Regions from separate parts of the Mus musculus genome. Here all the other regions are linked to region 3. Evidence: chromatin contacts called from public promoter capture Hi-C and targeted proximity ligation data. All regions are on one chromosome and are shown on one strand. The core of a region is the stretch at or near the end of the contact, and the rest is flanking DNA. Distances in the headings are between cores, read along the strand shown.

Region 1 (5,399 bases), core at 1,493-3,992, 310 kb before region 3:
GTTTTTTTGTTTTTTGAGACAGGGTTTCTCTGTGTAGCCCTGGCTGTCCTGGAACTCACTTTGTAGACCAGGCCTGCCTCAAACTCAGAAATCCGCCTGCCTCTGCCTCCCGAGTGCTGGGATCAAAGGCGTGCGCCACCACGTCCCTGCATTGCCTGCCTTTTAAGCTCGCCTTAAATGTGTTTATGAGCTCACCAGGAGTGAGGGCCATGAGGGTGGGGGTGGGGGGATGAGATTTAGAACAGGGGCCAGAAGAATCATGAGAGGGAAGAATAGAGCTGAAGAGTAATACAGAACTGAAAATCCAGCTTTAACTCGAGGCATGACAGTCTAGCCAAGACCTTCCCCTGAGCTGTGGCTAGCCTAAGCAGGAACCTTGAATCCTTTGAGCAGCTCAGCACGCTAGGGGGATATCATTCCATTCACTTTGGCAACTCACAGGAAAAGGAAGCAGAGGTTCTCTTTGTCATTGACTGTACTGATTCACTACAGAGAAAAAGAACAAGTTTCCAAAGCAACCCAGTCGCAGAGCTGAGACAAGTGATCTCAGCATTCTGTTTACTGAGCATGCTTCCTTTCCAAATTGGGAAACAGTACAGTAAAGTCGGAGTCTGGTAAAACAATGGCTGCCGTGGACTGAGTGCTCGCTGTGGGCGGGGTGCTGTTCTGGTGCCGTGGACTGAGTGCTCGCTGTGGGCGGGGTGCTGTTCTGGTGCCGTGGACTGAGTGCTCGCTGTGGGCGGAGTGCTGTTCTGGTGCCGTGGACTGAGTGCTCACTGTGGGCAGGGTGCTGTTCTGGTGCCGTGGACTGAGTGCTCGCTGTGGGCGGGGTGCTGCTCTGGTGCTTTACCTGCAGTCATTCACCTGACCCTCACTTCGCATAGGCGAGGAAGCTCCATCACAAAGGAGCTAAGTACAGGTTTTTTTTAAAGATTTATTTATTATTTATTATATGTAAGTACACTGTAGCTGTCTTCAGACACTCCAGAAGAGGGCGTCAGATCTCATTATGGATGGTTGTGAGCCACCATGTGGTTGCTGGGATTTGAACTCCGGACCTTTGGAAAAGCAGTCGGGTGCTCTTACCTGGTGGTTGCTGGGATTTGAACTCCGGACCTTTGGAAAAGCAGTCGGGTGCTCTTACCTGCTGAGCCATCTCACCAGCCCCCCTAAGTACAGATTTAAGGACATGCTACAAAACCAGGTTTGTTGGTTTGTTTGGAGACAAGTCTCACTTTGTAGTCCAGGCTGATCCTCTAACCTTCAAGCTTCAGCCTACTGGGTGCTTGGCTTAATTGTGTGAACCAGCACTCACAGTTCCCAAGTAGATATTAACCTCAGGGCATCCAACTCCAAGGCCAATGCTGCCCCTGGTACTAGGGATTGAACTCAAGGCCTTGTGCAAGGCCACTGATCGACCACTGGGCTACCCCAGACCCCAAATCTATACTTTTAATTCTTCTGCCCTACTCTTTCTCTGAACAGACTAAGAATCACAAGATAAGGAGTCTCTGCCGTAAGTTAACTTGGTTAATTTGGACTTCCACTTAGGTGTCTGAATATCATTTTGATTATTAATAAGAGTGAAAATTAGAATGCTTTTAAGGTTTTTCAAAAGATTGTGCAATACTGGAATGAAGAATTAATTTAAAAACACTATTCTTTTGGTCAATCACAAGACCTAATATCACCCTTGCCTACTCTAACCACAACCTAACAGGCTGTCTCTGAGACCCTCAGTTCCCAGAATCCTGAGCCACAGAAACGAAAGGTTTGCAGTTTGCCTGATGCTGAGCTGATTCCCATCTCATCATCAGTTTTAATGTCTCCTGGCCATGTTTCCATGACGACTATCATGTACAGCTTGGCCTAGTCCTGAACATCCTGACTACTCCGGCTCTGGGGTCAGGAGAAGCTCATGTTTACACTGCTGGATGGAGTGAGGTAGTTTTTTTGTTTTGTTTGTAATTACAAATTCTTGGCTGGCCTGGAATTCCCATGTAGAGCAGGCTGGCTTTGAACTCAGGATTTGCCTGTCTCTGCCTCTTTCTGAACTCTGGGATTAAAGGCGTAGCACATTCTACATAAGTGACTTTTTAAAAATCATAAACACCCTGAAATACAGTTTACAGAAGGCTAAATTCCCGTTTAATGATAGAATCTCAGATCTGATTAGCAGTTTAACAAAACTCCCCAGTCCCTCCCCAACCCACTTTATACACGAGGAAAACCAGGGCCAGATGGATAAAACAATGCAACTGTTTGGTGGTGGTAGCAAGGTTTTGTTTTACTTTACAGATTTTTTAAAACTACATTGAACACAGTGATCTTACTCTGTGAAAATCATACCTGAAAAGTAGTGTGATTACATGTAGCTGTTTTAGATATGCATACCTTCCCAGAAAGAAGCAAAATGGTAAAATTTAGTTAACGATAAAGCTATTTTAATACCCTAAGCTCAATAATTCACTGAAAGAACATTCTTTTTGTGGTCCTTTCTTGTCCATCTCAGGCATTCCTAGTGTATGAAAGGGCCTAGCTCTTCTCAGGAGTATAGAACCCAAAGGCTTGCTACAAAAATCCATCTTTTTTTTTTTTTTTTTTTTTTTTTCTCCCTTCTGGTACCTCCCTGAGCTTAGTTAGCTCTCCAATCTGGAGGAACAGTACTTTCAGAGCTGGAGTGGGGGTGGGAGTGTCACATGACATAACGCACTTTTAGCACCCACTGCTAGCACCCACTCTGTGCATTTGCTCTGATTTGGGCATATTTCCTTCCTCTCCTAGGCAGATAGCAGCTCACCTTGGTTAATGCCATTAAACCGTAGACCACTCAGCTGCTAATAAACCAGGAAGAAACCCGGCCGTGCTAGGACTAGAAATGTCCATCCCTGCCCCCAACCCCCTTAAGACAGTGACTAGGCCGGAATTCTCCTGGTTGATAAATGAGAGGAGCTGAGGAGCCGCTGTGATGACGGTTCCGAGAATCTGATTTGTGAGAAGGCGAATCTCCAGGAGCACCATGGAGATGCTTTTGGAAAGCGGGCCAGCCTACCTGCCAGAAGGAGGACGAGAGAAAGGGGGCAAGGCAGAGAGAAACGCTTAAGCGAGATGGCCTGGAGGTGCCCCAAAAGGGACCTTTGAAAAGGAAACGGAGGCCGCATCTCGGGGAAACCTCGGAGGTAAGTGACATTTAAAGGGGTTGCGCATCCAGGCAAAGGCGCGACAGAGACAAAGGTGGAATTCCAAACTGGGAAGAATAAGCCTGGTTAACTGTGGGTGGTACCCAGACGCCCAAGGGTGTCGCGGGGCTGGCGAGGACCGGAAGGTGGGGGTCAATCGGGGCATCCACGCGGAAGACAGTGGGGGGTCGGGAACTGGCGAAGGAGCGAACGTCCTGCGTTTGCCCCGGGGAAGGTCAGAGACCCCCTACCGGAGAACTACTGCAGGAACCTAGAGGGGCCGCGGTTGCCATGACGCCGGGTGGGGAGGGGGATGACTCGCGCCCCGCCCCAAGCCCCGCGGGGCCGCGAGCTCCAGATGGTCCCGGGCCTCCCGCGGGAGCCGACGGCCTGCGGCAGGGGGAGGCTATTGTCCTCCTTCCGCGGCGCCGCAGTCCCGCCGCTCGCGCCCGCGCGCAGCCGCCACGCGCCCCGCGGCCGCCGGCCCCGCGCGCCCCCCGCGCCGCTCGCGCCCTGTGACAGCGCCCTCCTGCCGTGCGCCCTGGGCCGCCCCGCCACCGCCGCCAGTAACCTCCCGCAACCACCCCTCGCGACCGGGCTGTGGGCGCGGCGACAAGTGTGCCCCCACTAGCCGCGCTCCCCGTGCCCGGCAGGCGCTCCGCACCCAGGTAGGTGCAGCCGGCGCCCCGGCCCGCTTTGTCCCGGCCGGCAAGGAGGCGCGCTTTGTGCGGCCGCGTGCAGGCGGCGGGGTCGGTCCTGGGGAGCTCAGGAGGGAGGATGCGACGCCGAGTTCCCGGGTCCTGTGCGGGACACCCAGGTATCGCTGTGAAGATTCTGGGGGCCGAGGCTTGGGGCACGCGGACCTCTATGGAGCGCAGAGAAGAGTCTGGAAGAGTTGGGCTGACAGACGCGCTGATGGATCGGGGTCGCCTGGGCTCGGAGCGCTTCTGGCAGCGCATGTTTTTAGCGGTGCGTCGGTTCCTGCGGCGGACCGGCCAGTGCTGGTAGTGGGACTGGGGACGCACTAGGTCTGCCTGGGGCCTGTGAATACCCAGCTTCATCTAGCTCCGCAGCTTGTTGGCTATGGTGCTGCGTGGGCTTTTCCTCCCCACTGTGGTAGCTATAGCTCCATGCTTCCTTTTAGGGCTCTCATTGATAAGAGAAGTGGACACGGTTGGTGGAAATGGCTGTAGCTGCTTGAGAGGATAAAACCTCTTCGGGCAGTGAGGAAGTGTTGTGTAAGGTGTTTCTGGAGCCCCTGTACATTTACAGGCCTGTGGATTCTGCCTGTCACACAACTACCCAGCAAGGCTGCCTGACTGGGGTTCCAATTCTAGCTCCACATTCCATAAACACCATCTACTTTGGCTCCAGCCTCCTGCACCCCAGGAGCCCATGCATGACACTGCATGCTTGTCTGAGATGCAGGTTTGATTTCTCCGTGGGCTGTTTCTCAGCTGTCTTCCCCCATTACAATTCCAATTTTAAGAGCCTGTGTTTGTAGGTATTGTCAGTAGATATCCGCTACCCAGTTTCTCTTTAAGGTGAGGAGAGAAGAGTGAGTTTCATATGTGTACGTGTACATCTCAGCTTGAGCACCGGGCAGCCCTCTCGGCATGTTGAGAGGAGCACAGGATGGAGGGAGGGGGTGAAGGAAAAGCTAAGATGGAGCTTAGACTTTTCCGGTAAGGAAACTGATGTCAGCTCAAGCTTAGGACGGGGGTGGCAACCGAGGGGAAGTGAGTCTGAATAATTATGCCCCGGTAAAGGATTTTTCATTTATTTATTTATTTTTAGACCAGGTAATTTTCCTGCCAGTGGTTTGGGTGCGGAGGTAACGTGTGCAACACCATGCTCAGCCTAAACAGCACATTCTAAAGGAGAAAATGAAAGTCTCAGTGTCTTCAGCCCAGCTCCCACATTTCTCACTGACTGGGGAAAGGTTGGGTTGTTGGTTTTGTTTTTATTTTTTTTTCTCCTGTTCGTTGCTGTGATGCATCTTTCTCTTGCTTTTTAAAGTACCCTGGGTTTCACTGTGATTCTCTTTTCTTTTTTTTCTCCATGCCAATCCATCCATTTATACTTTGAGTCAAATGAGATTTTTAACTTTGCCACCGTCCCCATCTGCCCTAATGTATTATTCACCCTCTGGTCATTTATTCAGCTTTGGCTTCCAGAGGCTGTCAAGCCCTGCAGACCTTCCTCTAGTTGTTAGTTCCG
Region 2 (4,874 bases), core at 1,064-3,563, 430 kb before region 3:
GGGTGGCTTTTCCTTCAGTCTCTGCTCAACACTTTATCTCCATATTTGTTTCTGTGAGTATTTTGTTCTCCTTCTAAGAAGGACCAAAGCACCCACACTTTGGTCTTCCTTCTTATTGAGCTTAATGTGGTCTGTGAATTGTATCCTGGTTATTTGGAGTTTTGGGGCTAATATCCACTTATCAGTGAGTGCATACCATGTATGTTCTTTTGCAATTGGATTACCTCATTCAGGATGATATTTTCTAGTTCTATTCATTTGCCTAAGAATTTCATGAATCTGAATAGTACTCTGTTGTGTAAATGTACCACATTTTCTGTATCCATTCCTCTGTTGAAGGACATCTGGGTTCTTTCAAGCTCCTGGAATTTCCCTGTTTTTAATGCACAACCCGAGACAAGAATGAGATCTGTTAGCCAGCATTTGCAGAAAATAGCAAACAGGCCTCTTCAGGTTGCTGGTGTTCTGAAGAGGAACATGGGATGAAGGATCTTGGGGAACAGTGGGTTGCTTGTTCTTTTGCCATCTCCCCCATCTCTGTGGGCAGGAAAGGAGTTCTACTTGTGTGTCACTCCAAGGAAGACAGTATGGTATCCCCTGAGGCATGTGCTCTGGACCAGTTGCTGTGCCTGCAGAATCAGAGTGCTTTTCCCATGTAGAAGGAAAGGAACTTTCTGGAAGCTTCAGGCTTAATGCAAACTTCAGGTCTCCACTATTGATGTCACCAAGTAGGAGGGCTTTCCCTCAGAGGATTTAAATTGGAGTCTGAACCATTGTCAACTACGAGGACTTCATGGTAACCATCCAACCAAGTACTCCCCTAATAGGGTACTGTGTGGTCTAAGTGAAAGCCTGCCCCCCATTCCCACTACTCTCTCTAGCCATGCTATCTTTTGGGATGAGGATGACAGGAGACATCTGGAATAGTGCCAGCCTGAAGGGCTGTAATTGGAAACACCTTCCCAAGAGGCACTGTTGTGAGGAAAGAGGATGGTCACATTAGATTAGGATGCCAGGACAGGTTGGGTCCCCTTTAGTACCCAAACGAGGAATTCTGGGGGGCTTGGAGGGTACCACACTATTCAGTGCCCACCCAAGGTCTTCCTACCACCCTAGGTGCTCTGCTTCTCTCTCACCTGACCCCCAGGCTCTATGATACCCCTGAGCTCTCTCACCTGACCCCCAGGCTCTATGATACCCCTGAGCTCTCTCACCTGACCCCCAAGCTCTATGATACCCCTGAGCTCTCTCACCTGGCCCCCAAGCTCTATGATACCCCTGAGCTCTCTCACCTGACCCCCAGGCTCTATGATACCCCTGAGCTCTCTCACCTGACCCCCAGGCTCTATGATACCCCTGAGCTCTCTCACCTGGCCCCCAAGCTCTATGATACCCCTGAGCTCTCTCACCTGACCCCCAGGCTCTATGATACCCCTGAGCTCTCTCACCTGACCCCCAGGCTCTATGATACCCCTGAGCTCTCTCACCTGACCCCCAGGCTCTATGATACCCCTGAGCTCTCTCACCTGGCCCCCAAGCTCTATGATACCCCCTGAGCTGTGCAGACGGTTCTGTCCCTTCAGCTTTGAGAATTTGCTGAGACTCAGGTGCAACTTGGTCAACCTTATCACTGGAGTTATCTCAGACCCTGGAACTCAACACTCCGTTGGCTGTCACAACATCTGTGGGGCCCTAAGGGGACCCAGTGGGTCCACAGCTGTCCTGCGGCTGGATCTCTCTGGCTGATCATGATTTTAAAAGTTCCTGAGTGTAGGCCTGTGAGGGCAGTGGGATTCATTCAGTGAGGGAAAGGCTAGATCAGCTATGGAGATGCTTAGGAACAAGGTGGTATGTTCTCTTGTCTGTGACGGCCTTGTCTTGTGTCTGGCAGTGCATTGAATTAGGGGAGAGGCTGGTTGCAGCACAGGCCTCCTGTGACTGTAGTAGTGAACCAGCCTTCAGGCTAATGTGACCCTTGCCCTCCATCATGCCTGGCACAGTCCCTACCAAGCAGCCTGTCTAGGTACCATTCTACTTTCTGAGTGACATTTTTATGCCTTGAACTTCAAGTGGCAGTATGTCCAAAATCCACCACAAAAGTCTGCAGCTGCTTTCTAGCAGGTATTGTCTTGTAATTCTGTGTATTCCTGAGGGCCCAGGGAACAGGCTCTAGGCCACTGCTCATCTACTTTCTGCATGACCCACTGCCCCGCCTCTCTGGCCCGGCCCTCCTAGGCAGCCAGTGGCCCATGATGGCCTCAGGAGGCGGCGCCCCTTCCCCTGATTTCAGCCTTGGCTACAGCCCAGGCCTCCAGCAGTCTAGTGCTGGAGAACTTTGTATTCTGGGGCCAATGACCTCGGGTGGAGCAGTTACTGCCTGTGGATCCTCTATCACGTCCTCTGTGTGCAGCACACCTAGGTGCTTGGCTGGTACAAGGTAATTGTTCCAGAGCAGGTATGGCTCTATAAATCTGAATCAACTGCTAGGCTAGGGTTTTACATGTGATGAAAGCATGCTAGCTTTCAATTGGGATTGCTAGAGGACTAGTCTCTCTCTCTCTCTCTCTCTCTCTCTCTCTCTCTCTCTCACTCGCTCTGTATGTGTGCGACAGTGTGTGTCTCCTTCTCTGTCTCTTTCTGTGTGCCTCTGTCTCTCTGTCTCTGTCTCTTGTCTCTCTCTCTCTGTGTATGTGTGTTGGTGGCTGGTACAAGGTAATTGTTCCAGAGCAGGTATGGCCCTATAAATCTTAATCAACTGCTAGGCTAGGTTTTTACATGTGATGAAAGCATGCTCTGTGCTAGAGGACTAGTCTGTCTGTCTGTCTGTCTGTCTCTCTCTGTCTGTCTGTCTCTCTCTCTCTCTCTGTGTCTGTCTCTTTTTGTGTGTATGTGTTGGTATGACTCATATCAATATCCTACTCAGAAAACCTTGGAGGGATTGGTATATAGCAGACTTCATGCTACCTCTATACAGAGAAAGGCTTTGATGGAGGGCCTTGGGGCAGTTAGCAAGAGGACCTTGGTGTATATACATGCATGTGTGAACATGTATGTATGTATATGTATGTGTATGTGTATGTGTATGTGTATGTGTATGTATATGTATATGTATATGTATATGTATATGTATATGTATAGGGATGCTGGTGTGATCTGTATAGGGCTTTGGGGAGATTGGGAATATTTCTTCTATATCCCTCCATTCATGTGGGAGGAGAAAAGACAGTGAGAAAGAGTGACAACAGCTGGCATTCATTACCAAGATTTAGTACTTTCAGGTCTCTGTCTCAGTTGGTCCGGGAATGATCTATCTGGGCTAGAAGTGGCACCTGAATTTACAGATGAGGAAACTGGGCTTCAGAGCTGCCAAACCACAGTACTAGGAAAAAAAGAGAGCTAGGCCTAGGCAGGCAGGCAGGCATAGTGCAGGCTAACATTGGGCCTCCTGGCCCCACCAGCTCTAGTGGTGGTGGCTGCTCCCACTTGCCTCTGCTCTGACTCCATCCAAAAGGGCCTTGCCATTTTCTGCCTGTAATTTTGTGCAGGTTTGCTGCCAGCCCTGGCTTCTGCTCTCCAGTAGCTGGTCTCTCAGGACTTACCTTCAGGTCTGCTTTTGCTGCCCTTTTCAGGGATATGAGGGCTGAGAGGGGCTTCTTTCTCTTCACAGTGTTCTTGGCCCCAGGTTCTTTGTGGATTGGGATTGCCAAGGAGTCACTGGGCCACCAAGATCATTTATGGGGAATCACATCAAGTCTCTCTCTCTCTCTCTCTCTCTCTCTCTCTCTCTCTCTCTCTCTCACACACACACACACACACACACACACATTCTGTGGGGTTAGCCTTCCAGGAACTCACCTGATGCCAATCCAAGGAAGACTCCTTATCTCGAGAGGGGAATGGGGAGCCTGTGTGATGAGAGAGGGGCAGGGCAGCAAACTCACCTGTTTACTCAAAGGATGAGAGTCAAGTGCTCAAGTGGTGGCGAGTGATTATCAAGAAACAATCTTCTATGTAGTTCAGCCTTGCACTTAAGATTGATCTCCTGCCTCAGCCTACCAAGAACTGGTATTACAAGTGTATTTTACATTTATTTATTTTTGGTGAGGAGTGGACATGAGTACCACATTGTGTTTGTTGAGGTTCTCTCTTCCCACCATGTGGGTTCTGGGATTAAACTCAGGTCATCAAATTTGGCAACAAGCACTTTTACCAGCTGAGTTATCTCGACAGCCCATTTTCTTTTCTAAATGTGCCCCCAGCCTGGTCCTGAGCCAGCAGCAGTTTAACCTGTTGTCCTGGAACATATCTTGGAGCAGGCAGTCAATATGAGTGAATGATAAGCCAGACTTGTCTGAAGTGGAGAATTTTGACAAATTAAAATTGAAGAAAACTAATAATGAAGAAAAAAAAATACTTCCCAGTCAAAGAAAACTAAACGGAAGGAGAGAGTGTTAAAGGATGGTGAAGTGGGGATCTCCTTCAACAGGGCCTAAGGTCTGGGCTTTAGGCTTACGTTTATAAACTGTGTGTCTATAGAGACTTAAGCCAATTGCTGATGGCTTCTCACCGGTACTGATGGTTAAGTGGTAATCAGGACCCAGTCATTGATGCATAAGTTCCAGATGGCAGATGCTGACTGTGATCAGGCCACTGATGACCATTGTGTTTGTAGCCCTTGTGTCCCCCCCACACACCCACACACAGAGGCGCCACTTTAACCATTAGTGGTGGCTGTGCTGCTTTGCTTTGTTCCATGTTTTTACAGCTTCTTATTTCCAGTACAGCAATAAAAAATAAGTAAAGTTCTTATCTTAGAAAATAAATGTTCCCATTGGATAAAACATACAGACTTCTGTACCTGGGATATATAGATG
Region 3 (4,932 bases), core at 391-2,890:
GTAAAATCCAACTCCTCCCAGCCAAAGGGATCTATTAGTATGTCCCATAGTGTGCCAGCACTCTCCTGTCCCCGGTCCTGGTACAGGCCGTTCCTTCTCTGAAACGCCTCATCCCCTTCCATCCCAGCCCAAGACAACAGACTGCTCCCCAGACCCTCATCTCCATCTTCAAGATGGTGCCAGGGCAACATCCCACCCCCTGTCCCACTTTGACTCACTCTCCTATCACTGTCAAGTAGGAAACAGGTCAGTAATAGTTATTAGAATAAGCATTCGAAAAATGCAAGTGACTAACTGTGTGTAGGTAAAACTGTCGAGAGATGCTCAAGGCAGAGGGGATGAAGAGGCCTTGAAAACCTGTTAGAACTGAACTCAAGACTGTCCCTCTTGGCATAATGGAAGTCTGGAAAGAAAACTTAAAGAGTAACTGTCTTTCCCAGTGTAATCCATTGCTGTCTTTTCCCTAACGTCACCAGCTAGGGTTAGATGCAGCCCAGGGGTAAGAGTGTTTGCCTCGCATGCACAGGGCTCTGAGTTCAGTTCCCAGTACCACACAGTCATCTGCAGTCCACCATGATCTAAGGAACCACCTTCGATGAGCCAAGCCTGGTGGCTAGATTCCGGGAACAGGACAGAACAGGGATAGTAACAGCATGGTCTGGCTGATACATAGGAAAAACATTCTAAAAAACTATATTCTTTAGAAGACACACATTTATATAACCTTGTATATATATACTTTTATATATTCATATTTATTTGTATTTATTACTTAGAAGCACGTGTGCCACTGTGCTTGTGTGGAGGTTAGGGAACAATTTGCTGGAGTCGCTTCAGTTTTTCTAACATATGGGTCCTGGGCGTGGCCTCGGGGCATCAGGCTTGGCAGCAAACGCTCTCACCAGTCCACATAAATATATTTCTTTTTCTTTTTTTTTTTTTTTTTTTCGTTTTTTTGAGACAGGGTTTCTCTGTATAGTCCTGAATATATCCTGGAACTCACTCTGTGGACCAGACTGGCCTCGGACTCAGAAATCCGCCTGCCTCTGCCTCCCAAATGCTGGGATTAAAGGCGTGCGCCACCACGCCTAGTGAAAATTAGGTTTTTAAGCACTCCTGAGGGTGGCAGTGGCGACTACAGGGGAGGGGGCCGAACGTCACCTGGGCCACGATTCCCTCCAGAGCCTTTGTTCAATCCTCCTTGTTGGACCCAGGTACCGTAGGAGGGCCTATCTGTCCGTCTTCCACATATGTTGGGGATTTTCGTTTGCAAAAGTGCCTCGACCTCTGGGGGAACTCCCTCGGAGCACCGCGCTGGGACCTTCTGCGACAATTGATGACACTGGCTTCTTCCTTCTGGTCGGACTTACTTCCTAATCTGCTTAGAGCTTAGAGGGCTCCAAACCTTAGAACACGCCAAGAGGAAGAACCTCCCAGCTAGATCGACTGTGCCCAACAACCACCGGACCCCTTCCCTCCTGCGCAGTCCTTATCCCTTCCCCAGAGATTCCGGACCCGTGCCTAAGGAGAAGACGGGTGCGAGGCGAAGGGACGGCGGTGAGACACAGCTTCAGGCGCGGAAGCAAGCTAGAAGGCGGAACCTAATACCCTAAAGGCACAGCCACCAGCGAGGCGGAGTCTGGAGAGCGGGCGTCCGGGGGAGGGGAGCAATGGCTCTTTGTTCCCGCCCTGGAGGCGGAGCCGAGGTCCGAGCCTGCAAAACGTGGTCCGCAGTGTAACCCAACCCCGACCCTCCGCTACGGCGCTCCGACCTTGGGATTCCTGGACACCGACCAGCGTCGCTCTCCTTCGGCCTCCCAGCCCTGCGTAGGCGCAGGTGCAGCCGCCTTCTGTGGGCCTGGTGCAATAGGACTGCGGCAACCATGGCGCGGGGAAACGCCCCTCGGGACAGGTGAGGTGGGAACCCATGTGCTGCGTACCGTGGCCCAGGTGGCCACGAGCCTTTGAATTCCCGCTCGTCTTGATGCTCCTGGGCTCAAAGACGAACGGGACTACAATTCCCATCAGCCGATTCCCTTAGCTGCTTGAGCCAGGGTGATGGGGATTGTAGTCCGTTCTACTGAGGGGCGGCTAGGGCGGCCCAGGCGTACGTCCTCGGGGTGACCTTCTGATTGATCCCCACAGCTACCACCTGGTTGGGATCAGCTTCTTCATTCTGGGACTGGGCACCCTTCTCCCCTGGAACTTCTTCATTACCGCCATCCCGGTGAGACCCGCGGCCGCTGGGCAACCTCATGGCCACAAACCAACATCCCTCCAGCCGTCTTGAACTGAGCCACTTTCCTCACCAGGCCACTTACTACAGCTCAGCCTGTCAGGGACAGCACCAAGCCTCATAGAGGGAACCGCCTCTCCCCTGGCTAGGCAAACTTTTAGGAAGGTACAGATCTCAGAGGTGCAGGGCCATCCACGTAGGGAGTCTGACCAGCAAAGGAGTTTCCATCCCATGCCCTTTGTCGTTATTTTTGGCCAGTCACTCCAAAGTGTCTTTTTTCCAAGCCTTTGGCTTTCTTTGCAATGACATGAGTTACAGTCATTCAACTAATAATTAATGAGCAACTACTGTAGACAGATGTGGAGGAAGGCCCGATTCCCCAAAGCATGCATTCTTTTATAGAAAGGCAGAAATCTATAGCTTGTTTTCTCCTTTTTGTTTTATTGTTGTTGTTGTTTTCGTTTTTTTCGAGACAGGGTTTCTCTGTGTAGCCCTGGCTGTCCTAGAACTCACTCTGTAGACCAGGCTGGCCTCGAACTCAGAGATCTGCCTGCCTCTGCCTTCTGAGTGCTGGGATTAAAGGCGTGCATCACCACTGCCTAACTTTTGTGTTTTCTTTAGAATAGGGTTATTCAAACATATTCAGTGGGTTAACTTCCCAGGTGTCTGTGGAGTGCTGGCATCGGTGCTGGACCCTGATACCCAAAGATGGATCAGCTACTGAATCTGAGAGACACAGAGCCAGGGCTATTAATAATGAAACAAGACACGTGCCAGGCCATTCCACCCTGAAGCAGAGAGCTATAAAGGTTCTCAAAAGAAATTTCTTCTGCTTCATAGAAAAGATTTGTAAATTAGGAACTGAGCAGACAAAGGGTGGAAGCAAAGCGCATCCTATTTAGAGAAAGATCTGGAGCCTGCAGCTTACCAGAATGGAAGGATGCTAAACCGTGAGGTCTGCCTTGCAGGCAGGGTACGCATAAGAGTGCTGGGCTCTGTGTGCCCGAGAAAACGGATTGGCTTAGTTCCCAAGCTAAGGCCTCGCATACAGTAGATGTTCAATAAGTACCCATGGAATGAATAAGGGTTGAGGTGGTTATAGCAGGGGAATGGAGGCTAGGTCCAGGACACTGAAAAGGAGATGGAACCCAGAGATGCAGCAAGACCTTGGGCTCAGGCGCAGCAGTTAGCCATCTTTAATCCCAGCACTCTGGAGGCAGAGGCAGGCAGATTTCTGAGTTCAAGGCCAGCCTGGTCTACAAAGTGAGTTCCAGGACAGCCAGGGCTATACAGAGAAACCCTGTCTCGAAAAAAAAAAACAAACAAAGACAGCCCCACAGATGTTAACCAAACAAAGATGCTCAATTGACAAGTGTGGGGGGGTGCTTTCTGACCTTACACTGTCTACACCGTCTCTGTGTGGCAGTACTTCCAGGGGCGGTTAGCAGGGACCAACAGCAGTGCTGAGACCATGGGCACCAACCACACCAGTCCCACAGACACTTTCAACTTCAACAACTGGGTGACACTGCTGTCCCAGCTGCCTCTACTGCTCTTCACGCTCCTCAACTCCTTCCTGTATCAGTGGTGAGAACCAGCCCCAACCACCCTCTCCCTGTCACAGTCACAGAGGCCCGGGACACCTCCTGCTCCTCTCCTTCCCTGCTCCCACCTCATCACTCCAGCTCCCCTGCCCTGCCCCCTCTGCCATCTGCTCCTGGTGGCCCCCTGATGTCCTCTGCCCTCTTCTGAGCAGCATCCCCGAGTCGGTGCGGATTCTGGGCAGCCTGCTGGCCATACTACTGCTCTTTGCCCTGACAGCAGCGTTGGTGAAGGTGGACTTGAGCCCTGGGCTGTTCTTCTCTGTCACCATGGCGTCCGTCTGGTTCATCAATTGTAAGCACATCTCCGTCCGGCTCCCCCACCCCACCCTCTCGTGCAGGAACAGCCGAGCAGATCCTTTAAAGGAAGACAATACCGTCATCACCCAAATCCCCAGACAAGAAAATGGGCCCAAAGAGAGGAAAAGACACTTGTCTAGGAACCATAGTGACATAGGGAGACCTCCTAGTCAGAAGCCCCACAGACCAATGGTTATGTCTCAAAAGAGAAACAGGCTGGGTGTGGTGGTGCATAACTTTAATCCCAGCACTTGGGAGGCGGAGGCAAGAGATCTCTGAGTTCAAGATCATCCTGGTCTAGATGATGACTTCCGGGCTAGCCAAGGCTACATGGTGATGCCCTGTCTCAAATAAATAAATAAGAAAAATAGATGGGGGACATCCTACTAGATTGCCCTAAGTCCCCAGGGAAACCCACACTTGCCTAGCCTAGACTGCAGCGCCCCATGCACCTGATGGATGCTTCCTCTCGGATGCTGCTGTGGCTGTCTGAGTGTTGGTCCCCTCCATGTCTCTCCACAGCCTTCTGTGCCGTGCTTCAAGGCAGCCTCTTTGGGCAGCTGGGTACCATGCCTTCTACCTACAGCACCCTCTTCCTCAGTGGCCAGGGCCTGGCTGGGATCTTCGCTGCCCTTGCTATGCTCATGTCCTTGGCCAGTGAGTGCACCTGGGGGTCTGGAGGGCTGGGTAGAAAGAGCAGACACAGGAGGAGGGTGCCTGGGTTATGGGGTGGAGGCTGAGGGAAAGGACCCTTGGGCTTTGCATTGAGGGACAATGATGCTACAGAAAACTGGG
Region 4 (5,390 bases), core at 924-3,423, 380 kb before region 3:
ATGTTTACTGAAACATCAGCTCCAGAATGCATGGGATCAAGATGCACAGAGAAGGAAAACATAGAGGAGATGGTGGCAAATGCCTTTAATCTCAGCACTTGGGAGGCAAAGGCAGGCGGATCTTTGAGTTCCAGGCTAGCCTGGTCTAGAGTGAGTTCTGGGACAGCCAGGGCTACACAGAGAACCCCTGTCTTGAAAAACCAACCAACAAACAAAACCAATGAAGCAAAGCATCAGAAAGAGGCACAGTTGCCATGTTTTTAGTGTTATTGCCGTTGCTATTCAAGCACAAACTGTCTGCTTGTAGCCTAAATGAAAGCTTAGCTCCCTGCCCAGGTGCAGTGCTTGCTAGGACCTCAGCAGAGGCAGAACAGGAAGAGGTACCAAGGGAAAGGAGGGTCCAAGGCCCCTGGACTATCCACACCCAGGCTGTCAATCTCTTGTTACCTTGGCATCATGGTGGTACAGCTGCCAGACCTGATCCACAGCTGACTGGATGGACTGCTGTACCGTGCTGCGGCTCTCCGAGAGGATGGCGCTGAGATGGGCTGTGAGCAGAGTGTGGAGTCCTGAGAGGATAAGAATGTTAGACCCCTGAGTGAGGATGACTACTGCTCACACGAAGTGACAGGACTGGAGCTGCGGTAATGCCTCCTGGAGGCAGCCACTTCTATTACCTCTCCACAAATAATTACTTTTTAGAGACAGCCCCTCTCAATTCCCATTTGCAAAAGCAAGCTGAGGAAAATTTAAGTGAGTTACATTGCTTTTGAAGAAACAAATGCTAATTCACGCAATGAACAATAATAGTGGTGTCTGCCAAAGTGGCATCCTCTTCCAAAGGAGAAGGAAGCCTCTTAGGGGAGTCTAGCCCTCCTCTATTCCTCTTAGGAGAGTCTAACCCTCTTCTATTCCTCTTAGGAGAGTCTAACCCTCTTCTATTCCTCTTAGGGGAGTCTAACCCTCTTCTATTCCTCTTAGGAGAGTCTAACCCTCTTCTATTCCTCTTAGGAGAGTCTAACCCTCTTCTATTCCCTCTAGGACATCACTGATAAGGGAGCCCCTGTTGTCCGCAGTGTGTCATTTTTTACGTGCTGTAGTAAAGAAAAGGCTAAAACGTACAAACATTATTTAAAGTGGAGCTAAGGTCGGGGATGCCACTCAGCTGAGCACTTGCCTAGCATGTGTAAGCAGCCTTGGGTTTGATCGCCAGCATCACATAAACTGGGCATAGCACATGTCTGTGATCCAGTACTTAGGGGATGGAGGCAGGAGGATAAGTGGTCTAAGGCATCCTCGGCTAAGCAGTGCATTTGAGGCTGCCTGGAGGCATGTGAGTTCCTGCCTCAAAACAAACTAAAAATAAGCAAACTGGGGATGATCTCAGACGAGGCGACCATAGCCACCCCTGCTTAGCATTACTCAGAGGCCGACGCGGGGCTGGAGAAGTGGCTCAGTAGTTAGGGGCTCTTGATCTTGCAGAGGACCAGGTTTGATTCTCAGCACACACATGGAGACTCATAGCATCTATAACTCCAGTTCCAGTGACTCTGACTTGGGAATGCTAAGCACTCATGTGGTACATATACAGACACACAGGCAAAACATTCATTCACATACTCACATACACACACACACACACACACACACACACACACACACACACACACACACACATATTTTAAAATAAAAGTTAGAAGGATCAATTACTATCACAGGGCACCACAAAGCTCTCCGGGGAGAGAAGGTTATCTTCGATTTTATAAAGGAATGTGCAACTAGCAGTAAGAGAGCGCAGGTTAAAGGTTTGTCACCAGTCAGTGACAATGAGGTAACTTCATTCACTGCACTTCATGCAGAAAACAGCATTTCTTATCTGCTCTCTCAGATATGTTGTCTAGATAAACTGAGATCATGCAAAAGGAAGTATTTTGATACACACATGCAGTGTTCAAAGTGGGGGAAAGTACTGCTGTTGTCATAGTGACGGAACACGTAGATTCTATTTTATATATGCTGGCCTCAAGAGGAACCCAAGAAATGAGAAGTTTTTGAAAGCATACATTTAATTAAAAAAAAAATTATTCCTAAAACTGTTCCCACCACCAGATGCTTCTGACGCTGTAGCAGAATAAGGAGTTAATCATGGAAGCTCCGTGACAAGGTGGGCGGGGGCCAGCGACTGATTTTAAAGACACAGGAACTCAGACTAAGGCTGCACAATCTGCTTCTAAAGCAAGGAGCTCTGGAGAAGGTGTCCAGGGCAGTAAGGAAGGCGGGGGAAAGACAAAGCAGACTCGCTGCCCTCGCGGTGCAGCCTGCAGAGGCTGCCCTAGCCCTGGAGGGCTTCCAGTAGGCTGCTTTACTTACTATGCAGCAGGAGAGGAATTTTAATTACTATTTTTAAAGATAAAAAAGTTATTTATGTTTATCTGCATGTATGCATGTATGTATACATACACACCTCGAGGTGCTGCAGAGGCCCGAAGATGGCATCAGATCCTGGAACTTGAGACAGCAGCTGCTGTGAGCCATTTTACTTAGGTGCTGGGCCTGACTCTCTGCTCCTCTGCAGGACTCACCTTGCTCTTAACCACAGAGCTATCTCTTCAGCCTGGCAGTGATTTTTGTTTTGAAACAAGGTTTTTTTTAATATTTATTTATTTATTATATCTAAGTACACTGTAGCTATCTTCAGACACACCAGAAGAGGGCATCAGATCTCATTACAGATGGTTGTGAGCCACCATATGGTTGCTGGGATTTGAACTCAGGACCTCTGGAAGAGAAATCAGTGCTCTTAACCACTGAGCCACCTCTCCAGCCCCGAAACAAGGTTTCACTATGTAACTCAGGCTAGCTTAGAACTAGCCAAGATGGCTTCAAACTCAAAGTGATCTACCTGCCTTTGTCTCCCAAATGTTGGGATTAAAAGCATGGGCCATGCTGGGTGATATACTTTAATAGAAAGCACTTTGGAGGCAGAGGCAGGAAGATCTGGAGTTCCAGGCCAGCCTGGTCTACAAAGTGAGTTCCAGGACAGCCAGGGCTATACAGAGAAACCCTGTCTCATAAAACAAACAACCCCCCAAACCAAACAACAACAATAAAAACAGTGTATAAGCCACCATACCTGGATTTTTATTTATTTATTATTGTTTTTTAGCAGTGATTGTTTAAATCTAAAAGTGAGTCTACTGAAGAGCTGCAGGCCTTCCGAGATATGCTAAATGGAAGTGTCTAAATGATCTTAGTATAACAAAAATGACAGGTAACGCTGCTTTAAAGACATCTGAGTTCTTTGAGTATGTTCAATAGACTCAGTGTCAAACTCAAATTATCATAGGGTTATCCTCTGGCAAGCATTTTACAATTCTAGAAAGTAACAGATCTTCAGTCTCAAGACAGCATTTGGCCTCCGAAGGGCCTTTGATATCACCTAATTTAACAGCTCATGTTAAAGACTGAAAAGGGAGGCTTGGCTGCTGTATGTGACTTGATTTTCAAACACCACTGAGGAAGCTAGAATCAGAGCTAAAAGGAAACCCAGCAGTTTTAATTATTCCCTGAGTCCTCTCTCCTGCTCTGCGCAGTAGTTTGTCTTTGTGTGCACATGCCCCAGAATCCTCACCAAATCCTCCTCGCTTGAGCCTCATAACCTGGCTCCCTTTTCTTTCCACTCTTTTGGCCTCAGTCAATGGAAGGAGGCACCAAAGAACAGCAGCTTCTCGGGGTTAAAGGCCTGAGCGCAGGAAAGCTGTGCTGCTCTCCCAGGGCGTGTAAGCACCAGGGAAGGAGCAAGAGCAGGAAGGCAGGTGGCAGGAAGGGTCAGTCTCATTCTGACAACCACGAGTAACCAGCACTAGTCATTGGCAGAGCTTCTGAGCTGGGTTATAAGTAGTCTTGTTTCACCCATGATGCAGTAGGAACCAATAGCACAGCAGGAAGAACACAAGGGCAGGGTTCTCCACGGCCCACAGAGAGTGGAACACTCCAAAGGAGGCTTACAAATGTCCTGAAGCATGTCTAGGCCCCAGTTCTTGTGACTTTCTTCCATTTAGGAATGTATTGATCAGCTCTTAAGATCCACTTCCTGGGATTCATTGGAGTAAAGTGAGTGACCAAAAGTCACTCAAAGACGTCCAAGTCTCACCACCTCTGTTCACCTGAAAAGCGTGTGAAAACGCACACCTCAAGCACTCTAGATTTTATAACAGTGCAAACGTAATGAATCATTCTTCACACAGGGAGCTGTGGGTCTTCAAATAACCCAGGCGATTCAGATACGCGTGTTCCGTGGCCCACAAACTGGAACCATCCCATTACCTGTGAGGAGGAAAACCTTTCTGATGACTCCCTGACTGCACCAGCACCGAGACAGGCCTCTTTCCTTGATCCATCTAGAAAGGCAATGCTGGTTCTTTACAGATTACATGGATTGGAACAGATGTCCACACCCTCTCTTTCTGCACCTAGTGCTTGCCACACCCAATCTGGCTGCTGCATTTTTCTACACATACCCCAGATTTTCGCTTGTTGTACTGGGACGTCACTTTGGAAATCCACAAATAGGAAAAGTAGCAGAGCTGGTCCCTGTGCGTTCATATTCTGAGACTGATTCCCCTCAGGCGACTCTGCTTTATAATTCACATCTGGAAGCACAGACTCTAGAGGAAAAGACAAAGACTAAGGTAAGTCCCGTACACACCAAGTGACCCAAGAACCGACATCTTGACCAAGAAGGAACCACCAGGTCTAAATAGAACACTCAGCCCCACTTCTGAATTTGTTTCTCCACCCACACGATGGCAACAAATAGAGTTCCATGCAGAATATCAACATAGCCAGGCACGTGCAATGCACAGGAAATAGCATCCGTGTGCATTTACTGTGGAAGTATTACACAACAAATTCATTTATTTCTTGTGTAATGTTTTCGTTTCCTTGAGAAAGGATCTCACTAGGTAGCCCTGGGTGGCCTGAAGCTTGTTGTGTAGACCAGACTGGCTTTGAACTCACAGAATTTACCTATCTCTGCCTCCTGAGTCCTGGATCAAAGGCATGCACCACCACACCTGGCCTCTTGCACACCTTTCTAAGGCGAGTCTGGCTAGTAAGAGGCCCAGGTCAGATTTAAACTTAAGTACTGATATTCCAGGTAAGTTGTGCTACATGCCAGGTGCCATGTTAAATTCCTTGTATGTCCTATCTGAAGATTTAGACTTCATAACTTTCTTGAGTAAGACCTATTCTTACCTTTTACAAATAAGAAAAGGGGCAGTCAGCTTAAATACCATGTCCAACCTGAGCCTGTGACTTGGTAGAACTGAGTGGTAGACCCTGCCAGATCAACTCCAAATCTGTACTTTTAAGTTCTAGCTGCACCTTTT

The links. Promoter capture Hi-C pulls out the DNA fragments that hold promoters and counts their contacts. Capture Hi-C pulls out chosen DNA fragments and counts their contacts.
Region 1: a contact with region 3 is called in a targeted proximity ligation map of bone marrow-derived macrophages, with 4 times the contacts expected there. A contact is called at or near these places in 2 of 39 promoter capture datasets (hippocampal neurons and liver), 5 of 130 datasets of targeted methods (bone marrow-derived macrophages, embryonic midbrain, embryonic stem cells and 1 more) and 2 of 9 other capture datasets (embryonic stem cells and pancreatic islet).
Region 2: a promoter capture Hi-C map of adipose tissue shows a contact between it and region 3. A contact is called at or near these places in 2 of 39 promoter capture datasets (hippocampal neurons and stem cell-derived epiblast-like cells), 1 of 130 datasets of targeted methods (intestinal villus epithelium) and 3 of 9 other capture datasets (adipose tissue, embryonic stem cells and pancreatic islet).
Region 4: a contact with region 3 is called in a promoter capture Hi-C map of hippocampal neurons, with 4 times the contacts expected there. A contact is called at or near these places in 1 of 39 promoter capture datasets (hippocampal neurons), 2 of 484 Hi-C or Micro-C datasets (the G1E-ER4 cell line and embryonic fibroblasts) and 7 of 130 datasets of targeted methods (astrocytes, differentiating embryonic stem cells, embryonic basal ganglia and 3 more).

Annotation. Positions count from the first base shown.
Region 1 is chr19:4,708,466-4,713,864 of GRCm38.p6, forward strand. Sptbn2 (spectrin beta, non-erythrocytic 2) reads left to right here and starts at 2,743. Exons shown (of 37, transcript NM_021287.2): 1 at 2,743-3,179. Gm42061 (a long non-coding RNA gene) reads right to left here. Exons shown (of 3, transcript XR_003952887.1): 3 at 5,184-5,399.
Region 2 is chr19:4,592,006-4,596,879 of GRCm38.p6, forward strand. Pcx (pyruvate carboxylase) reads left to right here and starts at 2,314. Exons shown (of 20, transcript NM_008797.3): 1 at 2,314-2,437.
Region 3 is chr19:5,022,366-5,027,297 of GRCm38.p6, forward strand. It overlaps Slc29a2 (solute carrier family 29 (nucleoside transporters), member 2), which reads left to right and starts at 1,641. Exons shown (of 12, transcript NM_007854.3): 1 at 1,641-1,912; 2 at 2,146-2,227; 3 at 3,663-3,823; 4 at 3,993-4,132; 5 at 4,660-4,794. The coding sequence starts at 1,884.
Region 4 is chr19:4,645,153-4,650,542 of GRCm38.p6, forward strand. It overlaps Gm960 (predicted gene 960), which reads right to left. Exons shown (of 15, transcript NM_001033447.3): 10 at 4,521-4,667; 11 at 448-569. Among named protein-coding and RNA genes, the nearest start is that of Rce1, 22 kb to the left of the region's middle.